Linked DNA regions of Mus musculus: regions 1 and 2 are each linked to region 3. Evidence: chromatin contacts called from public promoter capture Hi-C data. All regions are on one chromosome and are shown on one strand. The core of a region is the stretch at or near the end of the contact, and the rest is flanking DNA. Distances in the headings are between cores, read along the strand shown. Region 1 holds the start of Tor1a (torsin family 1, member A (torsin A)). Region 2 holds the start of Gtf3c4 (general transcription factor IIIC, polypeptide 4). Region 3 holds the start of Cercam (cerebral endothelial cell adhesion molecule).

What was found. Promoter capture Hi-C pulls out the DNA fragments that hold promoters and counts their contacts.
Region 1: a promoter capture Hi-C map of the C10 cell line shows a contact between it and region 3, with 2.3 times the contacts expected there. The contact joins the promoter of Tor1a here to the promoter of Cercam in region 3. A contact is called at or near these places in 3 of 39 promoter capture datasets (the C10 cell line, hippocampal neurons and pre-B cells) and 1 of 9 other capture datasets (liver).
Region 2: a promoter capture Hi-C map of cranial neural crest shows a contact between it and region 3. The contact joins the promoter of Gtf3c4 here to the promoter of Cercam in region 3. A contact is called at or near these places in 3 of 39 promoter capture datasets (cranial neural crest, liver and maxillary cranial neural crest) and 1 of 115 datasets of contacts at active chromatin or transcription factors (large pre-B cells).

The regions. Positions count from the first base shown.
Region 1 is chr2:30,966,512-30,971,054 of GRCm38.p6, reverse strand. It overlaps Tor1a (torsin family 1, member A (torsin A)), which reads left to right and starts at 3,137. Exons shown (of 5, transcript NM_144884.2): 1 at 3,137-3,381; 2 at 3,700-3,965. The coding sequence starts at 3,201. It also overlaps a transcript of BC005624 not described here.
Region 2 is chr2:28,837,763-28,842,473 of GRCm38.p6, reverse strand. It overlaps Gtf3c4 (general transcription factor IIIC, polypeptide 4), which reads left to right and starts at 2,114. Exons shown (of 5, transcript NM_172977.3): 1 at 2,114-2,591. The coding sequence starts at 2,247. Ddx31 (DEAD/H box helicase 31) reads right to left here and starts at 2,068. Exons shown (of 20, transcript NM_001033294.3): 1 at 1,614-2,068. The coding sequence starts at 1,622.
Region 3 is chr2:29,867,431-29,872,099 of GRCm38.p6, reverse strand. Cercam (cerebral endothelial cell adhesion molecule) reads right to left here and starts at 2,606. Exons shown (of 12, transcript NM_207298.2): 1 at 2,375-2,606; 2 at 967-1,077; 3 at 708-825. The coding sequence starts at 2,562. 2600006K01Rik (a long non-coding RNA gene) reads left to right here and starts at 1,689. Exons shown (of 3, transcript XR_003954007.1): 1 at 1,689-2,540; 2 at 2,730-3,528; 3 at 3,705-3,749.

The DNA of each region.
Region 1 (4,543 bases), core at 1,888-4,387, 1.1 Mb before region 3:
CACCTGCTACCCAGGCCCCGGGCGGGGTGGGGGTGGGGGAATAGAACCATAGAGTGGAAGATAGAGTTTTTCAGATGGTGTTACAGGCTAAAATCTAAAATCTAAACATAATCCAGGGATAGAATTATAACTCTTTAAGTTAGAAATGATGGCAGAATACTTTATCTAATTGACAAATATGATAGACTTGATGTTAATTATATACATACTTTGTAATGTACATGATTATTATGGTTTCATTCAATTTATGTCTGAGAGAAGAATGTTTTATTTGTTTGTTTCTTATTGGACAGAATGGGTGAGATGTAGAGGGTGGTTCTTAATTCTGATCAGGAATGATTACTAAAGGTCCTGTTCCCCAATTGGTTCTTTTTGTTGTTGTTGTGTTGTGTTGTGTTTTGTTTTACGAGACAGGATTTCTCTGTATAGCCCTGGCTGTCCTGGAACTCACTCTGTAGACCAAGCCAGTAAGCAACTTTCTTCCACAGGCTCTTCTTCAGGTTGAGTTGAGCTAGACATAATGATCCCATGAGATGAAATAAACCCTTTCCTCCCGTAAGGGGCTTTTGGTCATAGTGTTTATCACATTAACTGAAAGCAAATTAGGACTGTCTCAGCAATCAAACAAAGCTGACGATGTGGCCCTGGGTAGGATGTGGTGGAAATAGCACTTTTCTTTATTTATTTTCTTTCTTCCTTTCTTCCTTCCTTCCTTTCTTTCTTCCTTCCTTCCTTCCTTCCTTCCTTCCTTCCTTCCTTCCTTTGGTTTTTTGAGACAGGGTTTCTCTGTATAGCCCTGGCTGTCCTGGAACTCACATTGTGGACCAGGCTGGCCTGGAACTCAGAAATCCACCTGCCTCTGCCTCCCTAGTGCTGGGATTAAAGGCGTGCACCACCACACCCGGCATGGAAATAGTACTTTACATTGGCAACCCCTTCCTGAACTCTAGTTAATGATGAGAAAATGTCAAATTCCAATAGGAGGACAGTCTGCAAACATTTTCAGATAAGGAGATAGCTCAGTGATACAGCTACATGCAGAGGGCCCAAGATTTGATCCCCAGGAATGACAACAACAAAAGACCAGGCCTATGTCCCAGAACTAAGGAGGTTGAGGCAGGGAGATCAAGTTTCAAAACCAGTCTGTACTATGTTGAAAGACAGCCTGGCGTAGTTCTGAAGATTTTAGCTTAAAACGGAGGCTGTGGAGATGGCTAACAGGTTAGGAGTGTAGAGGTCCTGTAGCCTAGCTACCATCCCCTGACCACCAGCCAACCCTGCCCCCACCCTGCCATCCCAAAGAAAGCTTAATATGAAGCCAAACAAGAAACAGAAGGTCTGAGGCATAGCTCCATGCAGCATTTGCCTACAATGCATGGGGCCCAGGGTTTCATTCTCAGAACTCCCCTTCCCCAAGTGTCTAGTATTTCTCAAAACTCTCAAAGTCATTTAAAGAGCACCCAAGAGAAGCTGAGAGTCAGCACTGTGGGGAGCTCAAAGTGTTCCCTGTTAGTGGTAATTTATAAATGTTACAGTTTGCTCTTAAGCCGACTAGCTTCCAGATAACTGAGACAGGACTATTTAATTTTATTTAACAGGTTTAAGGCACAACAACTGAGCAGTATTAGTTTATTTTAGTCCTTTAAGCTAATCTGACTACTTCACAGCCACAATCCTTGAGATACTTGTTGTATTTTATGGCTTTCTCTGCTCCAGCTGTTTTTTATGATTATGATGTCTTCTGGACTTCCCACCTCATGGCTAAATCCCCACTTCCTCCCTCTCTCCTGTTCTGTCACTGGCTGATCAGCCCTTTATTGACCAATCTGAATAATTAGGAAGCAATGTTTACACAACATTGATGACAGGCAGTTCTCAAAATAAGGATAGCAACCATATATGAGGGCATAGCAATCAGCATGTGAATAATACAAGGATAATCCTTATACAGTGCACAATAACATTATTCCTACAGTTCCCTAAGGAAGAAACTGGGTAAGAAACTATGGGCTTTATTTAATAATATTGCTCATGGGGCTGGAGAGATGGCTCAGTGGTTAAGAGCACTGACTGCTCTTCCAGAGGTCCTGAGTTCAATTCCCAGCAACCACATGGTGGCTCACAACCATCTGTAGTGGAAATCTGATGCCCTCTTCTGGTGTGTCTGAAGTCAGTATACTCACATACATAAATAAATAAAATCTTTAAAAAAAAATACTGGTCATGGGTTTTTAACAAGTATGAGATGCAGATCCCTCTTTTTTTTTTTTTTGAGATGTCAGACTCTCACTGTAGCCCTGACTGCACCTGGAATTCCTTGTATAGGACAGGGTGGCCTCCAACTCAGATATCCAAGACAATCACCTGTCTCTACTTCCCAGAGTGCTGGGATTAAAGGTGTGTGCTACAATACCCAGCCCTCAAATGTCAGTTTTGTTCTGTTTTGTTTTGTTTTGTTTTAACGACAAGATCCAATATGCAGCTTTGACCTGCTTGAAACTTTGTAGACTGGCCCCAACTCATACAGAGTGTTGGGGTTAAGGGTGCACACCACCCACCGCACCTGTCAGATTTAATGATAGGGACGCACGTTGGGGGGGGGTCATGTGGGAACCCACTATATTATCCTCTCATTTTTAAAAATTTATTCATTTACATGTTAATTTATGCATGTGTGTAAGCCCACATGAGTTTATGAGCACCACATGCACGCAGGTGCCTGCGTCATTTCTTTTTTAATACTTATTTATTTCATGTATGTCAGTACACTGTCGCTGTCTTCAGACACACCAGAAGAGGGCACCAGATCCCATTACAGATGGTTGTGAGCTACCATGTGGTTACTGGGAATTGAACTCAGAACCTCTGGGAGAGCAGTCAGTGCTCTTAACCGCTGAGCCATCTCTCCGCCCATCATTAAAAAAAAATGGTTCTAAAACACTGTTACTTGATGGGGATAGGGCAGCAGTCATCATCACCTGATTCCTATAATCTCAATATTATTCCTGTAACATCAAGGTTCAGAAGCAGAAGGGACTTTGCCCTTAACAAAGATGGTAGCCACTAGCGTCGGTAGACTGCCTGCCCCGGACAAAGAGGGCGGCCCCGCCAGCAGGAACCGGAAATACGAGTCTGGGCGGTGCGCGGGGTACGGTGGGCGCTGGGCGGGCGCTGGGCGCGCAAGGTGCGCGGGTCCGGTTATGAAGCTTGGCCGGGCCGCTCTGGCCCTGCTGCTGCTGGCGCCGTGCGTGGTTCGTGCGGTGGAGCCCATCAGCCTGAGTCTGGCCCTGGCCGGCGTACTCACCACCTATATCTCCTACCCTCGTCTCTACTGCCTCTTCGCCGAGTGCTGCGGCCAGATGCGGAGCCTCAGCCGGGAGGGTAGGCGGGCACCAGGCGTCCGGGATGCTGCGGCAGGGGGATGGCGCCGCTGCCAGGCCAGACTTTGGCCGGAGGCCTGAGAGATGAGTGGTCGGGGCCCGGGGTAGGGTGTCAGCCCTGCGCGGAGCTCTCCGGGGCGGCCTCACGGCACCTCTTCCGCTTGGCTTTGGGGCCAACCCCGAGGAAGGGCAGAGTTCGCAGCACCAGGGTCCCTCAGCGCTCTCCAAACCAGGCTCCGCGGGCCCTGACGTCCTGGAAATGGGGCTGCCTTTTGCCAGCTTGTTTCTCTCCTGACCAGAGTGATCTTTCCTTTCTCAGCGCTGCAGAAAGATCTGGATAACAAGCTCTTTGGACAGCATCTTGCAAAAAAAGTCATCCTAAACGCCGTGTCTGGTTTCCTAAGCAACCCGAAGCCCAAGAAGCCCCTTACCCTCTCTCTGCACGGGTGGACGGGCACCGGCAAAAACTTCGCCAGCAAGATCATCGCGGAGAATATTTACGAGGGCGGACTGAACAGTGACTATGTACACCTGTTTGTGGCCACGCTACACTTCCCCCACGCCTCTAACATCACACAGTATAAGGCAAGAGCATTAAGTTGACCGCCTTCGCGGATGACCCGGAATTGGGGTTTCTCTGTTGTGGGGTGGGATGTGGGAATTCCACGTCAGTGAGTGAGCCACAACATGGCTCTCTGTATGTCAGTTCCTCTTTAAAAGGTGTGCACAGAAGTGGTCATATCCCTTGGAGGAATGACAGCTGAAGCTAGGCTACCGTGTTTTAAAGGGGACTGTCAAGAGCTGGGGGTAGCTCGGCATAGAGCACTTGCCCAGAATGTGGGAAGTTCTGTATTATGTCTCTCCACCCCAACTCCCACAACTCCCGCTGTGGCGAGGGTGCACTGGGGGATAGATATGTAAGTTACAAAGGGTTTGAGATACATAGAGCAGTTAGACCACCAAAGTTTTATGAGTGGCCTCTGTGACACTCATAAAGTGACTCGGTAAGGTGACAACTTGGCTGGGAAGTGGGGACATAACAACTCCAGGGTCTTTAGGAGTCGCCTCCCCCCGCCCCCTGTTGTGAAAAGGAAACCTAGAGGCCAAGTTTGCTTTGACCCAGCTGTTGCAACCTGCTATTGGAGTTTAATTCTGATAACAGG
Region 2 (4,711 bases), core at 865-3,364, 1.0 Mb after region 3:
ACTTGGATACATAAACCAAAGCACAGATTATCAAGGCCTCGGTGGGTACCTGCAGTACCGTTATTAGTTTGGGTGTGAGCACATATGTCATGGTCAGCATGCAGAGGTCACCTGACAACTATGAGCTCTCTCCTTCCCCCTTTACATAAGTCTTAGGATTAAACTCTGAACATCAGACTCAGCCACAAGCACCTTCACCCACTGAGACATCTCACTGGCCTCTATTGCCTCCCCCTCCCCCTTTTTTTTTTTTTTTTTTTCCTTTTGAGAGAAGTCCTCACTATGTGGTTCTAGTTGTCCTGGAACTCATTATGGTCTCAAACTCAGAGATTCAATGGCTTCTACCTCCTCGGTGCTGGGATTAAAGGCATGTGCCACCACACCCAGCCTGCATTATCTCTTAATCACTTTTGAAACAACAGTTGAAGTAACGATAAAATCTGTTCACTCAATTAAATTTTGAATTTCTTTTTCTTCTTCTTTTTGTATAGTTGAGGATGGAACTCAAAAGCCTTGCATAACTGGGTAAGCAAGATGCATGTTCCTGCTACAGGGCTGGGCATATGCCACAAGCCTGATTCAATGCTGCTGACCTAAGGCAGCTGTCTACTTCCTCAAAGGAAACACAATTGATTTTATTTCTATTACTGGCACATAGCAACTGCCTCTAAGGACCAGACAATATGCAGTTATTGCAGGTATCCCATTGGAGTCTCATAACAATCTTCTATAAAACAAATTCGTGTTCCTATTTATGGATAGGAGAGACTAACTCCCCCCAAGTCACATAGACTACTGTATTCCAAAGCTGACATCTATACCAGCCCAGGTCTACCCTACAGTAAATCCTATGCCCTCTCCTCCACTATCCGGAGGGTTGTCTGTATTTCTCCTCCCACATAGTTTCAACTATACCAATGGCTTGCTGAAGAGTCCTTACTCATCACCTTCTAAGCTTAATAAGGTCCCTCCTTCCTTCTACCAAGGTGCAACTAGGCAGTGGGTGTGTTAGTCAAAGGAGTTTAAAAGCATTGGTTGACCTGAAACTGGCTGGGCAATTTGTATTTCATTATTATCTTTTGGGTGAGGGGGATGAAGCCTCCTATCACATCTTCCCACTTTCAAGAAGATAAACCAGCAACCCTAAAACCATCTTTTTGCTGTAAGAGTCACTTTTCTCCTCTCGAGGGAACGGATACGTGGATGAAAACGTCCCGTTTAAAAGCTCAAAGAACCGAGTCCAGTCTCCATTCCTAACAGAAGTGACCCTTCCTGCCAGCAGAAGACCTGGCTCCCGACAGTTAAGACCTCATGTCTCAGGCATTATTTTCCAGCTTGGATACACCCAGCCTCCAATCCTTATGCTGACTAGTCCCCCGTCCCGTCCCCCCCTCCCCCCAGCTAGTCTCAAGAACTTGACTAGTTACTACAGCCTGCAATTCTAACCTAAGTTCTCAGACAATCTCAGGAGCCCGCCGGTCTCTTGCTCCCAAGGCGGGGTTCCCCGCTCGTTCACGTGTTTCCGAGAGCAGCCCGGCAGCCCCTCTGGACATCTTAAAGAACTCGACCGGACCTGATCACTGTGGCACCTCCCGGGCTGGGGTTGCACTCACCCGCTTCATCTGGACCTGAGTGCGTCCGAAGCACGTCCTGGAAGGCCGGTCAGGCAAAGTGCTGCAGACAGTAGCCAAAGCCCAAGTGCGGAGCCGCGGAACCAGCAGGGAGCCCAGGTAGCACGTGGAGAGGGAGGATCTTCGCAACTATCGCCGGTCCGCCGCCGCCCCTTCCGGGTCCGGGAGCCGGGACGGCACGCACCGGCGGGAGACAAGAGGCCTCACACGCCTCCGAAACCGGAAGAGGCCGAGCGCCGCCCACCCAGCAGGGTCTCCTTTAGCCACCACGCTGGTCTTCTCAGCTTTTCAGTCACCCACGGAGGCTCACTCTCCCGTGGGCTCTTAGTCGGACCTAGCACCCAGTGTCTAGGAAAGGGACTCTCTGAAGCGCCCACCTTCTCCGCGTGTCTGCAGGCGCGCCTCGGGTCAGCCCTACCGGAGCGCACTTTCCAGACAGGCAGCTCCACGGCCATCTAGCAGGGTGGCGTTGCCTAGCAACGACGGGGTCCTTTCTGGCTCGGTGGCGCTCGGGGCCTGCGGGGAGTGAACGGGCGCGGAGGGCGCTGGGAGAGGCCGGGGCAAGGTGGCGAGCGTTCAGTGTGCCGGTAACCCGACCTCCTCGCTCCTAGTAAGATGAGCGAGGCGGACCAGGCCCTGGTGGGGCCCAAGGCCGACGAGCCCTCGCCGCCCGCAGAGGAGAAGGACGAAGGGGGCGGGAAGGAGGCGGCTGCCGACGCGGCCCCCGGGCCCAGCGCCTCGTTTCGCCTCATGGTGACTCGGCGGGAGCCTGCCGTGAAGCTGCAATACGCGGTGAGCGGGTTAGAGCCGCTCTCCTGGTCTGAGGACCACCGCGTGTCTGTGTCCACGGCTCGCAGCGTCGCCGTGCTGGAGCTTATCTGCGATGTGCACAACCCAGGCCAGGATCTGGTGATCCACCGCACCTCGGTACCCGCACCTCTCAACAGCTGCCTCCTCAAGGTAAGTCGCCTCCACCGCTTCTCCCGCGGACGCGCCACGGATCCCAAGGGAAGCTGGCCTGCACCCGGCTCTAGGATTCCATGTGCATCCAACTCTTAATGAAGGGGCTAGCCTCGCCGCAGCTTTTAAAAAGTCGTGCAAGCGTCTTCACTGTTCCTAGACACCCCCGCCCCCCCAGCCAGGATCCGCTATCCATTCCTTCATTACTGGTGGATGGAACAGTTAGAGCCGTTAGCCCCGGGATTTCTGGAACTCTTGTGACTCCACCCCGCAGCTGACCCAACCCCTGACCTGTCTACCGTTGCTCCTATTGTCTGGGGCCAACTCCCCAGGCCCTGGGCTGGCTTTGTGTTTTCATTCTGTAATGCAAGCGCCCTCCTCTCGCGCCACTTTTGCTTTGAGAAGAAAAACTGATCTATTTCGTTACCTGTTTGACGGTTTCATTGTGAACGGTCCTTGTGTCTCCTTGGGTAGACAGCTCTTAAATCTGGAAGTGTGATGAAAAATAAAACCTCGGAGAGCATCAGGTGCTTAGACTTCCAAGTCCAAGGTCTCTGTAACTCTATAAATTTACTGCCTTCAACTTCATATAACCCAAGTTTGCTCCTGAACTGTAGAGTTTCTAATTTTTGTTGTATTAATGTAACCATTTTCAAACATGGTTTACTTTAGTGAGCGATGTTCCTTTTCATAGTCTATAAATGTAAAAACTTACTTTTATTTTATTTATACCTTCTGTATGTATATGCAGTAGGTAATCTGTCAAAGTGGGTGTGTGTCAAGTGAGTAGGTGCCCAATGGAGTCTGGGATAAATCAGAGTAGAGACAGCCCCTGCCCTCAAGGAGGTTATTTATCCTTTGGCAGGTCATGAACAAATAATGTAGTCTTAATATCATGGTGTGCTATAAAGCTATACACACGTATAACAGTATGCTTATTTGAAAGTAAAGTTTTTCCATACTCTTCTAGACAGCCATTCCAAATCCAGGTGATTAATCACGGGTACCATTTGAGTAGCCTGAGCTCTTTTTAGCACACTTGATTCAAATTTCAAACACACTGTTGATTTGGATAATATGTTTATTTATTTTTTTTTTATTTTATTTGGTTTTTGTTTTTTCGAGAAAGGGTTTCCCTGGCTGTCCTGGAACTCACTCTGTAGACCAGGCTGGCCTTGAACTCAGAAATCCACCTGCCTCTGCCTCCCAACTCAGAAATCCACCTGCCTCTGCCTCCCAAGTGCTGGGATTAAAGGCGTGTGCCACCACTGCCAGGCCTTTTCTCTTTTAAATAGCATCTTGAGCTTGATAATCTTGCCTGGGATTACAGACTCACAGATTTAATTAATTATTCAGCTTGACTGACTGAGTCATGTAAGATCCTAAGATCTGAGTGAAATGATTCAAATATAAACTGGTAGTGCTGTTGAAGTGATAAACATAGGAGGGAGGCAGAAGAAAGGTGCTGAAAAGCTGCACCCTCTGCTGAACTTACTGTTTCAATGGATATTCCAGTGCCCCTCAGCTAGGGAAAGTCTGGGCCTAGATGGTAAAAACTGACTGTTTAACAGAGAGTTTGGTGAAAGGAGTAGGAGGGGAGGCACTTAAATCAGAGGAGGTCACTGAGTCTGTAGCAGTCCCAAGAAATGATAGTGTTTGGTTTATCAGGAAGCTCAGAAAGGCTACTCAAGGTGGCAAGCGAGGCATCCTGCTCATGCACATGGATCTTTCATCATGAGTGGAGCTATGTGTGACTGTTTCTTGAGCATTGATGAATCGCCTGGAGCTGAAGATTTCTTCTAGAGTCAGAGAAAATGACACCAGTTTAGGAACTAGGAAGGTTAGTCCAGGAAGTTTCTTGAGTGCTGTTTCAGTTCATGAGGATAGTGTGATCTGGTATAGTTCAGGAGTGTGAGACTGCTTGGGCTAGAGGTAAGCAGATGATTGCTGGGCTGAGGCTAACAGAGGGCGTTAAGAGCCTAGGCTTTGGCACAAGATAGACCTAGCTATAACACAAAATAGTAAAGCCTTGTTTAGGCTTTATGAAAAATTAAGTTATACATACACAAAGCATCACCTACCATATAGCATTATCACTTAATGTCTGACACTGCCTTCAT
Region 3 (4,669 bases), core at 1,357-3,856:
GGCACATGCCTTTAATCCCAGCACTTGGGAGGCAGAGGCAGGCGGATTTCTGAGTTCGAGGCCAGCCTGGTCTATAGAGTGAGTTCCAGGACAGCCAGAGCTACACAGAGAAACCCTGTCTCGAAAATAAAAAAAAGGACTGGTAGCTCTTGCAGAGCACCTGAGTTGGAAACCCATTGACCCAATGGTGACTCACTACTAAGTGGAGTTCGCTTCCAGGCCCCCTTCTGCCCTCTGTGGGCTGCATGCACCAAGACACCCACCTTTGAAAAACAAAAGTAAATCAGGTGGTGGAGGCACACACTTTGGATCCCAACCCTTGGGAGGCAGAGGCAGGAGGATCTCTGAGGCCAGACTGGTCTACAGCATGAGTTCCAGGACAGTCGGGATTACACAGAGAAACCCTGTCTCGAAAACCCAGTGAGCAAACATAACAAAAATATTGGAAAAAAATTCTATTCTGAGCTCTAATCCAGGGATCCAGGCTCAGTTTATACTCTTGGCATACAAAAGCTCAGGAATCTAGGAACAGCATATAACCTAAGACCTGTACAAGGAGCCAGGCTTAGTATCTAGTGTGAGCTTAAATACAGGGGTCTCAGCTCAGTCTTCAGAAGATCTGTCCTATAGACAGTTTGGTTATAACCAGACTTTATTGGAAGCAGGTCCTGAGGCCTCCCCCATACTCTGTAGCCAGGCTTTCTTACCAGGATGTAGTCAGCTCCCCAGTCCCTGGCAAAGGCCAGTGCTTCCTGCCTCAGCTCCATCAAAAACTGATGCCGTTCTTTGGTCCAGTGCTTGGGACCCTGTTCATCTGGGTAGGACCTGAAGTGGAGAAAGGTGAAATGCTCTCTTGAGAGAGGGGCCTCTCGTTCTCTGCATAGAATAGACATGCGTGCTCTGGGGGCTGTGCCCTGGGGAATAGCTGTTCACCATCTTCCAGTACCCTTGCCCTCGGTTAACCACCTGGCCTCCTCCTCAGGCTTCCAGACGACAGTCGCATAGTCCCGACCCACAGCAGCCAGCCATTCCCGGAGCATCCCTGTGGTGTTGTCCATGTTGTGATCTGTGGCACACCTGTGAGCACAACACAGAATGACTGTCCTGAGAGCGATGGGGCAGAGTTGTGCGCTCCAGTGGAGGTGCTGGAGGATGTCCTGTGTAGCCTCAGGCAAGGTCCATGCCTCTCTGTGCTTCACGTCTGTCCTTCTAATTTTGTGCATTGTACTGTGGGAATTGAACCCAGAGACTTGTACACATCAAGCAAGCCCCTGACCCCTGAGCCATCCTCGGCCTGAGTGCACTTGAAAAGTCCCTTGAGCTTAAAGATTGCACCTGCCACGTCCCTTCACTTCCGTCCCTCTTCATGGCTCCACACATCAGGCCTTTTCCAGCTCAGAATCAGACAAAACAGTCATTGCCTTTCTCTCCTTACCTAACTCCCCCCAGCTGTAATTAGGCTCACACCATGCTCCGACAACCCCTGAGAAGTGTTAGTGGTGATCCAAGTTCTGTTACCATGGAGCACAGCTTTCCCTCTGCTGGGGAGGGGGCTCTAGTAATGGAGGTGGAAGGCTTAGCCAAGAGCCCAGGTTTTAGGCGATGCTGTTCCTTTAAGCCAATTCCCCAGAACTACGTGTCAAGTCTTACAGGGGTGGGAACTAACTAACTCCCCAAGTGTGGTGGCTGTGGGCAGCCTCCCCAGGCCACAGCTCCACCCCAGCCCAACTTTGGTGTGCTGTGAGGAGTACTCTATCTCCAGCCTCTGCTCAGGCTCCTCCCTGTTTTGACTTTTTTAGACAGGGTACTGCAACCTCTGATCCCAGCGTCCCATGAGACCACACCCTTGGCTATCAGAACCAGCCAGCCCCTCTCTCTACCCAGAGAAGCTTAGCAGTACCACTCAGAAGGGCACCCGAGCATGCCGCCTGGAGCTGAGGGTTCCCTCCACCTGCTCTCTAGAAACCTCCAGTCTGACTGATCCTTTCTATGCTGGGCCCCAGGGGATTCCAGAGGTTCAGTCTGTTCTACCGCACATCAGGCAGACCACAGGTCTTTACTGCGATGTACTGCCGAGCCCCAAGGGCTAGGTCAGAAAGGACAGGCCTAACTGAAACCCAGGGGAAACCCGGGAAGCCGGGGACGCCCGAGACATGTAGGGAGCCCAAAGGAGGGGTGAGTGTCCCTGGGCTGAACCCTGGCCTCAGAGGTCTATTCTTGCCCCGCGGGGTCTAGGAATACTGTTGAAGGGCTGTCTGGGAGGGAGGAGCTTGTTCGGGTTGTGTCTGGGCAGAAGTAATGAGGCCTCCAGGTCAAAAGCCTTCCTGGGTCCTGGGGCTTGATGCCCATATGCACCCACCCCTGGATCTCTCACCAGAGGGCCAGCCTGGCCCGGGGGTAGTCCAGGCGCTCCAGCGCACCCAGGTAGTGGGGCAGAGAGTGTTCAGCATTGCGGGCCAGGATGGCAAGGACCACGGTGGGTAGCGTCGGCTCTGTGACACTGGCAGCCCGGAGCTGCTGCCCCAACAGGAGCAGCAGAGGTAGGAGCCGCGCAACGTGCATGGCGGGACTCGGTGGCTGTGGAGGGCCCCGGGTTTCCCACCACAGTAGGGAGGGGGCGGGATGGGCGGGGCATGGAGGCGGGGTCTTAGAGGGGCGTGGTTACTGCCTTGGGGCCCCTGCGCCCCTCTTAGGCGCCTGTACGCTCCGCTGTCCTCTTCTCCGCCCAGGCCCTAGAGGTCCAGGGTTAGGCACCTGCTCCAGACGCGTCCTGGGGTCCGCCTTCTCCGTGTGGACCTCGGAAGGCGTTGGCACGGAAGGAAGGATCCGTGGGCCATGGTGGACCGCTTGTACCATGGGCGTTCATCTCACTCCTGGAATACTGACACCCGGGATTCCCGGCTCTCTGCCTCTCAGCCGTGGAGGCTGCAGTCTTCGCGAGGAGCCCAGGTTCCCGCCCCCTGCTCCATCTGAGACGCCCTCTGGCGGCCTGAGGCAGTAACTCCACATACCCAGCAGATGACGCGATGAGTTGGAGAGCAAGCCCAAGCTTGGGGGAGAGGACTGAGTGCAGCTGATCTGGCCACTTCCGCGACCTCGCATCACCTCCGCAGGCTCCGGCCCTTAAAGCAAAGCCCTTCTTTCAATTGCTTTGTTTGTTTGTTTGTTTGTTTGTTTGTTTGTTTCGAGACAGGGTTTCTTCTCTGTGTAGCCCTGGCTATCCTGGAACTCACTTTGTAGACCAGGCTGGCCTCGAACTCAGAAATCCACCTGCCTCTGCCTCCCAAGTGCGGGATTAAAAACGTGCGCCACCACCGCCCGGCTTCAATTGCTTTTTAATACAATAAAATTAAAGATTGCATCTTTAACTTCCCAAATAAGACCTAAGCAACATCATCACATTGACTCTGAGGAGCATTTCGTTTGACACAATGTGTTTGTTTTTTCTTTTGAAAGAAGAGTTATTTGGGAGGGGATGCACTTGGTCCTGTGGAGGCTTGATGCGCCAAGAAGGAGGATACTAGAAGGGTGAGGAGGGAACAACGGGTGGGTGGGTGGTTGAGCTCCCTCTTAAAGGCGAAGGGGAGGGAGGTGGGATTGGGGAGATCCTGGAGGGAGGACTGGGAAGGGGAACAACATTAAAACATAAATAAGGGCTGGTGAGATGGCTCAGTGAGTAAGAGCACCTGACTGCTCTTCCGAAGGTCCGGAGTTCAAATCCCAGCAACCACATGGTGGCTCACAACCATCTGTAACAAGATCTGACGCCCTCTTCTGGAGTGTCTGAAGACAGCTACAGTGAACTTACATATAATAAATAAATAAGTCTTTAAACAAATAAATAATAATGATAATGATGGTAATAATAAAGCAGAGCCCACTCCGACTGAGGGTAGGACTTAGGGGTCACCACAGAACCTCTGATGGCAACCCATCCCGCTTCCAAAATAGGAGATACAGCCTCCTTTGGGACAGAGCAAATCTTGGGACTCTGTTAGAATGAAAGGGAATCTCCAACCTCTCTTAGGAGAGAAAAAAGGATGAGGGAAAGGGGCTTAAGATATTCTTGCTGGGTATCTGTCACCAATCTCTGACAGTCACTTTCCCTGAGTCTCCTGATTCTCACAGGTAAAACCTGACTGATGATGGCTAATGTGAAGGTTTGCTACAGGGAGACCTTGAGCATGAATGCACTTGAGGCGCGCTCTCTCTCTCTCTCTGGGTAGGGAGCCTGAGCCAGGCCTCTGCATCCATCTACCTTCCCTCTGCCTGAATGGTCTGCTTTCCTAGATAGAGCTGCTCTTTAGCTCTTCGGGACACTAGGAAAGTGGAAGGACACACTCCCTCTATTGAGAGAGGATGGAAGGAGCAGGTTCAACAACGAAAGCGCTTACCTGATGATGAACAGTCTCCCGGGGGCTGGACACTGGACTCAGATCTCTACCCTGGCTTTGGTCACAGCTTCCTGTTGGACTCTTTCCAGGCCAATGGTCCTGCAATGAGAAGGGCCCATGAAAACATCCTGGAGGGAAGGGGGAAGGCAGCGTCCTCTCTTTTGCATGGCAGTCTCCGGCACAGGGATTGCTGGTCCCCATTGTGGATTCTCTCTAAAGCTGTCCCCATCCTACTCACCCAGAGCCACTGCCCACTCTATTAGTGACAGGGGTGC